2 separate regions of the Triticum aestivum genome follow, and region 1 is linked to region 2. Evidence: chromatin contacts called from public Hi-C data. All regions are on one chromosome and are shown on one strand. The core of a region is the stretch at or near the end of the contact, and the rest is flanking DNA. Distances in the headings are between cores, read along the strand shown. Region 1 holds the start of LOC123079116. Region 2 holds the start of LOC123079115 (protein VTE6, chloroplastic).

Region 1 (3,178 bases), core at 520-3,019, 320 kb before region 2:
AGTGCAAAATGGCGCCAAAGGATAGCACAACCGGACTTTCCGCCCCCAACCTGGATTGTCCGGTAGTACTGTTTATGCACATTTTTTGGGTAGCGCCCGTGTATCTCCTCCCCGTACCCTTTCGTCCTAGACTATAAATACCATGCCCCTCAATAGATCTAGTGTTAGCAAAGTATACACAAACAACTTGGGAGAGCTTTGCTCAATATACCTACCCCAAGGGGATCAAGGCGTCCTATGCAGAGAAGAATCCAACCGGCTTACAAGACCTCTATGTGGTGATGAATCCTTCTGGATTACAACGCCTCCTCTCTTCCAATTAGGGACGAACTATCTCTCAAGCCCTCCATTTCTCATGGAGATTTAGGGATGAACTACCGCCATGTTTTTTCTTTCATTTGCTTGTTATTGGATCTTGAGGTTCCTCTCGCATTGACCTTACGATTTGAGTTAGTACTTTTGTTGTGAACCTTATCCTTGCGTGTGTCCCTCTTAATCCTATTCCTCCCTTGTTCCTCGTGTTCATCCATGAATCCCTGTCCAATCATGAAGATCAGGCCACCCCTATAATTTGCTGTGTATCACCCCGGCCGCCGAGGGAGCAGGAACCATGCCTTCATTGCCATACAGACGCTGGCGACAGGTCCTGATGTCGCGCCGATGGGGAGCTGTCGGCTGACGGACCACCAATGCGGCCAACCGCCAGCACCAAGCCCCTGTCGGCTCAAGCCGCCGCTTGTGGACCTATCCTTCGCCGTCGCTGCGGGCCAGAACAAGCCCGGCAACCACCATCCGGGGAGGGCGATGCAGGGTGTGGTTTTTCGTTCAATTAATCAAGGTATTGGATTACTACCTCTAAATCCTATGGATTAAACATCTACTTCCAATGTCCACCACTCCACCTTCAAATGGCTAAAACAGGCACATTGCAGCAGAAATTTTAACCGCGGTGCTACATAATGTGGGTCTTGTTGGACGCATTGTGTTCACTGTTTATGTCTACCAGCAGAAACATAGAGCAAGCAAATGACATTAAATTACCAATGTAACAAGGGCCTTCCTAAAAGCTAGTACTAAACTGAACATCATATATGAAGTTGAACCCAGAGAACGGCTACTAGCGCGAATACTCGGGGCAAGGGCAAGCAAAGCGGGGGCACCAAGCGTACCTTGTGCTTCAGAAAGAGGCTATACTGGAGCGCTCTCCGCCGCCTCTTAGCCCTCTCGGCACCGCCGCTCCCGCGAGATCCCTTCCTCTTCGTCGCCTTCCCCAAACCATCTCCCATGCCACCACCCACGGCGAAGTCTCCGCCCGCAGCGCAGACACCCGGCAGCGCCCGCAACGCCGCAAGCTCGTCGGCCCACCAGCGCGACCGCGGCGTCGGGTCCATTGGCGGGAGCTGCGGCGTCTCCGAGTCCCCGTCCTCGGAGCCTCCGAATGGCCAGCACTTGGCCGCGTCCACGGCCCGCATCCTGGCGGCGAACCCCCTGCGGCATTCGGTCGAACAGGTCAGCATGCATCAGCCGCGTGTCCCGAGAAAACAAGCGGATGCAAGACGAGAGTAGGGTACCGTATGGAGAAAGCCTCGGCCTCCGCCGCGGCCATTTTGGCTCCCGCGCGGTGCGCCTCGCCGGCGAGGGTCGTTGGCCGGGAGGGCTGCGAAGCTACGAGCGAGGCTGGGAGAGAAGGCGGAACAAGTTGACAAAAAGAAGTTGGGGGGCTTGGGAGGGAGTGACGAGGCGGGACCCAGTGCGCGGCGGATTTGACGCTGGACCTGACCAGACTGCATTTTATTAACTCCCTGTTGCGTCGGGAGGCGCGCCCCTGGTCTCTTCTTCCCGTCATGGTGCGCTGTACACTCTCGTGGTGGGCCAAGACCCGAGAGGACCAACAAGGAAGAGGCAGCCGGCCGTATGAGTATGACTCTTCCCTAAAAAAAGCCGGCCGTCTGACTCTGACCCCATGCAAAATTTGGCTGGAATGTACAAAAATTGCAGCAATTTGGGTGGAATAATAATCTTGCACCTCGGAAAATAATTAATAATTGTGTTTCTCAAAAAAAATAAAGTATTAGAGCAACTCCAATAGCTCCTCTAAAAATCTTCCCATAAAAAAATATTACGGATTGACCGTATAATTTACGAGAAGTTGGCAGACAACAACTTTTCTCATTTCCTGTAAACCTCTTTTCTGTAAAAATATGTTTATTTTTATTTTTAGTTGCAATGGATGTTTATTTTTTTTAGTTACAATGGCGTAGGCCCCGCATGTCACTGACACGTGTGACGCTAAACGGCGAGGTGCGGTATGGGGAGGCAGTGCATCGGCAGCTAGCACGGGGCAACGCGGCGTGGGAGTTCCGGATGCGGCAATTGGCTGCCCTGGCGGTGTGGCGGCGGCGATACCGGGCGACGTAGCGGCCCGTGCTGTGGCAGCGGCGGTGACAGAGGGTTGATACGTCTCCAACGTATCTATAATTTATGAAGTATTCATGTCATGTTACAACAATTCTATATGGTTTTGGTATGATTTGCACGAAACTAACCCGGACTGACGCTGTTTTCAGCAAAACTACCGTGGTGTTGTTTTTTGTGCAGACATAAAATTCTCGGAATGGGCTGAAACTTTTTGAATATTTTTTTTGAACAAAAGAGACCCCCGAAGCTTCATGGGAGGGCCAGAAGAGCCACGAGGAGGGCACAACCCACCAGGGCGCGCCTGGAGCCCAGCCCGAGGCGTGGTGGGTTGTGCTCATCTCGAGACTCGTCTTAGTGTGAAACCAACGCCAAAAAATCCTATAAATAGAGAAGCCCCCAGAAATAACACTAGATCAGAAGTTCCGCCGCGGCAAGCGTCTATAGCCATGAAAACCAATCTAGACTCCGTTCCGACACCCTGCCGGAGGGGAATTCATCACCGGAAGCCATCTTCATCATCCCTATGGTCTCCATGGTGAGGAAGGAGTAGTCCACACTCAAGGCTGAGAGTTTGTACTAGTAGCTATGTGTTTAATATCTCTCTCGTGTTCTTGATTTGGCACGATCTTGATGTATCGTGAGCTTTGTTAATATAGTTGGATCATATGGTGTTTTCTCCTCTCTATCTCGTTGTGATGAATTGAGTTTTCCTTTTGAGATTTCATTATTATCAGATTGAATACTTCTATGAATTTGAGAA
Region 2 (3,491 bases), core at 954-3,453:
TTAAGTTGACCGTTATGACAAGTGGACCCTACATGTCAGCGTCAACCATCTTCTTTCTCCTTCCTTCCCCGCCCTGGTGGCCTCCTTCCCAGCGTAGCCTTCCTCTCGCCGTCCCAGTGGCCTCCTCCCCGTCCTGGTTGCCTCCTCCGTGACGCCACCTTCGTCTCACCGGTCTCATGGCCTCCTCCCCAGTGCCGCCTTCTTCTCACCGGTCTCGCGACCTTTTCCCAGGCGCCGCCGCGCACCACCCAGTGAGCAACTTCCCCAGCTCCCGCACCTCTGTCCTCGCGCCGCCCCGCGCGTACCTCCCCTCGCCACCAGAAGGTGCAGGCCACGCTCCTCTGCCTTCCTTGCCCAGACCGGATCCGCCTCCATGATGGCCGGATCCACCTCCCCCGCGGCACGGGGATCAACTTCGACCTCCCCCATCGACCTTCACCGACGGGATCCACGCGCCGGCAAGCTACATAGCCCGACCAACCTCTCTCACCCTACCCGCACGGCGAGCAGAGGGGGAGGGCCCCCACCACGCGCGCAGTTGCTCCACCCCCATCGGCAAAAGGGTGGCACTTGCGGGTGTGCAGTACGGCAAACGGCGGCGTGGAGTACGGCCAACGACTGCATGCAGTTCGGGCGACAAAAAAATCACTGGCGGTGTGGTCATTGCAGTTCGCCGGCGAGCCGCTAGCGGTTGGAGCTCGATGCAACGCCCATCCCGCTCAACGGAGAGATGGAGGCCGTGACAGAGCTCGCCGCCGTGTGTAGCAACATGACGAACGGCCTCGTGCTGTTGGAAAGGCAGGTCTTCCACCGCGGTAGAGGTGCACATGAGGTGTTTGCTAAAATTCCAAAGAAAGAGAGGAGGAGGAAGAAAAGGATGATGCTGACATGCGGGACCCACCTATCATAACGGTCAACCTAACAATCAAAATAAACAAAATTGACTAAACGCGCCATTATGCGAAAGTGGTAGTTTTTTGTCACAATAAAAAAAATGATAGGTTTTAGTCATTTTTAAAAGTGATAGTTCAGTGGGACGTAAACCCCTAAAGTGGTAGGCTTTTGTCAAAACTCTCCTCCATATTTTTGTGTCATATACTCCCTTTATTCCAAAATAGATGACGATGACTCTTGAGCCATCTATTTTGGAACAGAGGGAGTAGTTCTCTATGTGCCGGTTTGCCAAATGAGTTCTGCTAGTGATCTTCATTTTAAACCAATTTGATACTCCCTCTGTAAATTAATATATGAAAGTGTTTAGATTACAATTTTCGTGATCTAAACGTTTTTATATTAGTTTACGAAGGGAGTGTGTTATAGGGTCTGCAGTAGCAGTGGGATTTGGTCGACTTGCACTTCAACAGTACACAAATATTCTGTTGAATAGAAGAAATACGAGTCCATACAAATTACACCGTCTAATGCTTCATGAAAAACACTCTCTGATGCTATAGAGGTACAACACAGAAAAACAGCGCAAAATATCTACAAACTGCAGAGAGCACGACATCCATGTCGTTTACTAAGATAAGACTTGAGTACCAAATTGCCATCAGGAGGGATCTCATGTAGTTTTATCTCACAGCATTAGCACAAAAGTGCCAACGAATTGCTCAAAGCCCTTGCGCAATAACCCAAACATCACTTGGCAACGGAAGATTTTGTGAAAAGTAAACGAGGGCAAAAAGGCACCAGATTGTTAATACCAAAACCAACTCGGAACGGCACAATTTTCTTGCTTAATTGCATACAACCATCATCAAACGAAAGGGAGAGAGATGAACGAGGTGCTGCCATCAGAAGGGATGGTAAATAACTTGTGATCTCATCGCGTCAGGCAAAAACCATGCCATGAACTGCTCAAAGCCCTTGCGCAATAACCCAAACATCACTTGGCAGCAAGAAGAAGAAGCAAGAAACGCGCACGAGATCTCGGAAGAAAACACCAACGAAACGTATCGGGAATTGGGAGACGTAGATCGCCATCTGCGATGGCGGCTAGGGTTTGAATAGAAAGCGGGCGGCGGCGTCGCCCAGGGTTGGACGGGGGCGCGATGTTTTATACCCACGCCCGACATGCCTAACTGGAAACGCACCTTCATTACTCCGTAAACCCGACCAGAAGACGTCTTCAAAGCGCTACCACAAACCATACGCGAAGGCGTATTTAGTGGTATGCGTGCTGAGGAGTCTCGTACGGTTGACAAGAGTCGAAGGCGTCCAAGACTAGAGACTGTGGCGAGTCTAAAAAAAAAAAGACTAGACGGCGGCGGAAAATGGCGTGCGGTCTCCTGCCGCTGCTCCACGGCCCCCTCTCCTCTCCGCCTCGTCCCCTCCTCCCATCCGGCTCTCCCTCCCTCCTCGCGCCCAGGACCCTGCCCCTAGCCCCTCGCCGGAGCAGGGTTTCGCGCCACCTGTCACCTGCCCCTCCGCGCGCTCTACCGGACATTGCCGCCGCGGCGGCGGGCCTCCGGGACGCGGTCGCCGGCGCCTTCCAGGCGTCTCCGCCTACGTGGAGCTCGGCTGCCACCACCAACGCCGCCATCTTCGTCGCGGGCACGCCGCTGCTCCTCTCCGGCCTCTCCGCCTCCGGCATCGCGGCCGCCTACGTCCTCGGCACCCTCACCTGGCGCGCATTTGGGGCCCGGGCTTACCTCCTCGTCGCCGCCTACTTCGTGGTGGTGAGTGGATCGGGTGCTGCGTTGCCGGCTGGTGCTTCGCACCGACAGGCTTAGTGTTTTTGAATTGCATGTCTGAGGTGCTGTGATAAATCTGAAAATTTTCAGAAATGCCGTTTTTGTCACGGTTTAGAATTTCTGTTGAGGGGTTGTCACCGCCCGATTATCTTCATTTCTTAATATGACATGTTTCATCGGTGTTCTCTCTACTCCCTGCCCAATAAATATTATTTTAGCGATTGGGGTGTCTTCTAGCGAATTGCCTAGCCTTGGTAATGGAAATTGGTGCTTTCTGGTGTCTGTCAGCATTGATGCAAAATAGCAATTTCCCACAGCCAAGTTTGTCAAAATTGTAAGAGATAAACTAGCTTTATAGACTTGATTACAGACAAGATAGTTTCATATTTCTGTCTTGCTCAAGTTTGTACATGAATTGACCGGAAATCTGAATTACTCTAGTTTCGTACCCATGCAAATCTGTATATCAGTGGTGGAGACAGAACCTTTTCAAAGCCTATGCAAACAGCAAGCCAAAATGCTTAGAAAGCTAGAATGCCATTTTCGGTGCAGGCTGCTGTGACATTCACCCAGGTAGATCATCCTGATGCCAGCAATCTGGAAGGGAAGGTTTCACCTCCCCTGCTATAGGGAGAGAAATGGGCTAGTAAGGGGGTCGCTCTTCTCCGCATGCTGCATATATATTGAAATAGGGATAGTCTTGATTTGGCAATCTTGCCAGTTAGGAAATCCAGACTTTGCCAAAACTTCCAAACTTCCTTTATTTGTTCTGCTCTTTAGAACCACAGATGAATC

What was found. A called contact is a pair of places that touch in the nucleus more often than the background predicts.
Region 1: a contact with region 2 is called in a Hi-C map of leaf, with 3 times the contacts expected there. The contact joins the promoter of LOC123079116 here to the promoter of LOC123079115 in region 2. A contact is called at or near these places in 2 of 5 Hi-C or Micro-C datasets (both in leaf).

What each region holds. Positions count from the first base shown.
Region 1 is chr3D:392,808,190-392,811,367 of IWGSC CS RefSeq v2.1, reverse strand. LOC123079116 reads right to left here and starts at 1,769. Exons shown (of 3, transcript XM_044501793.1): 1 at 1,572-1,769; 2 at 1,170-1,488. The coding sequence starts at 1,606.
Region 2 is chr3D:392,489,003-392,492,493 of IWGSC CS RefSeq v2.1, reverse strand. It overlaps LOC123079115 (protein VTE6, chloroplastic), which reads left to right and starts at 2,203. Exons shown (of 5, transcript XM_044501792.1): 1 at 2,203-2,681. The coding sequence starts at 2,277.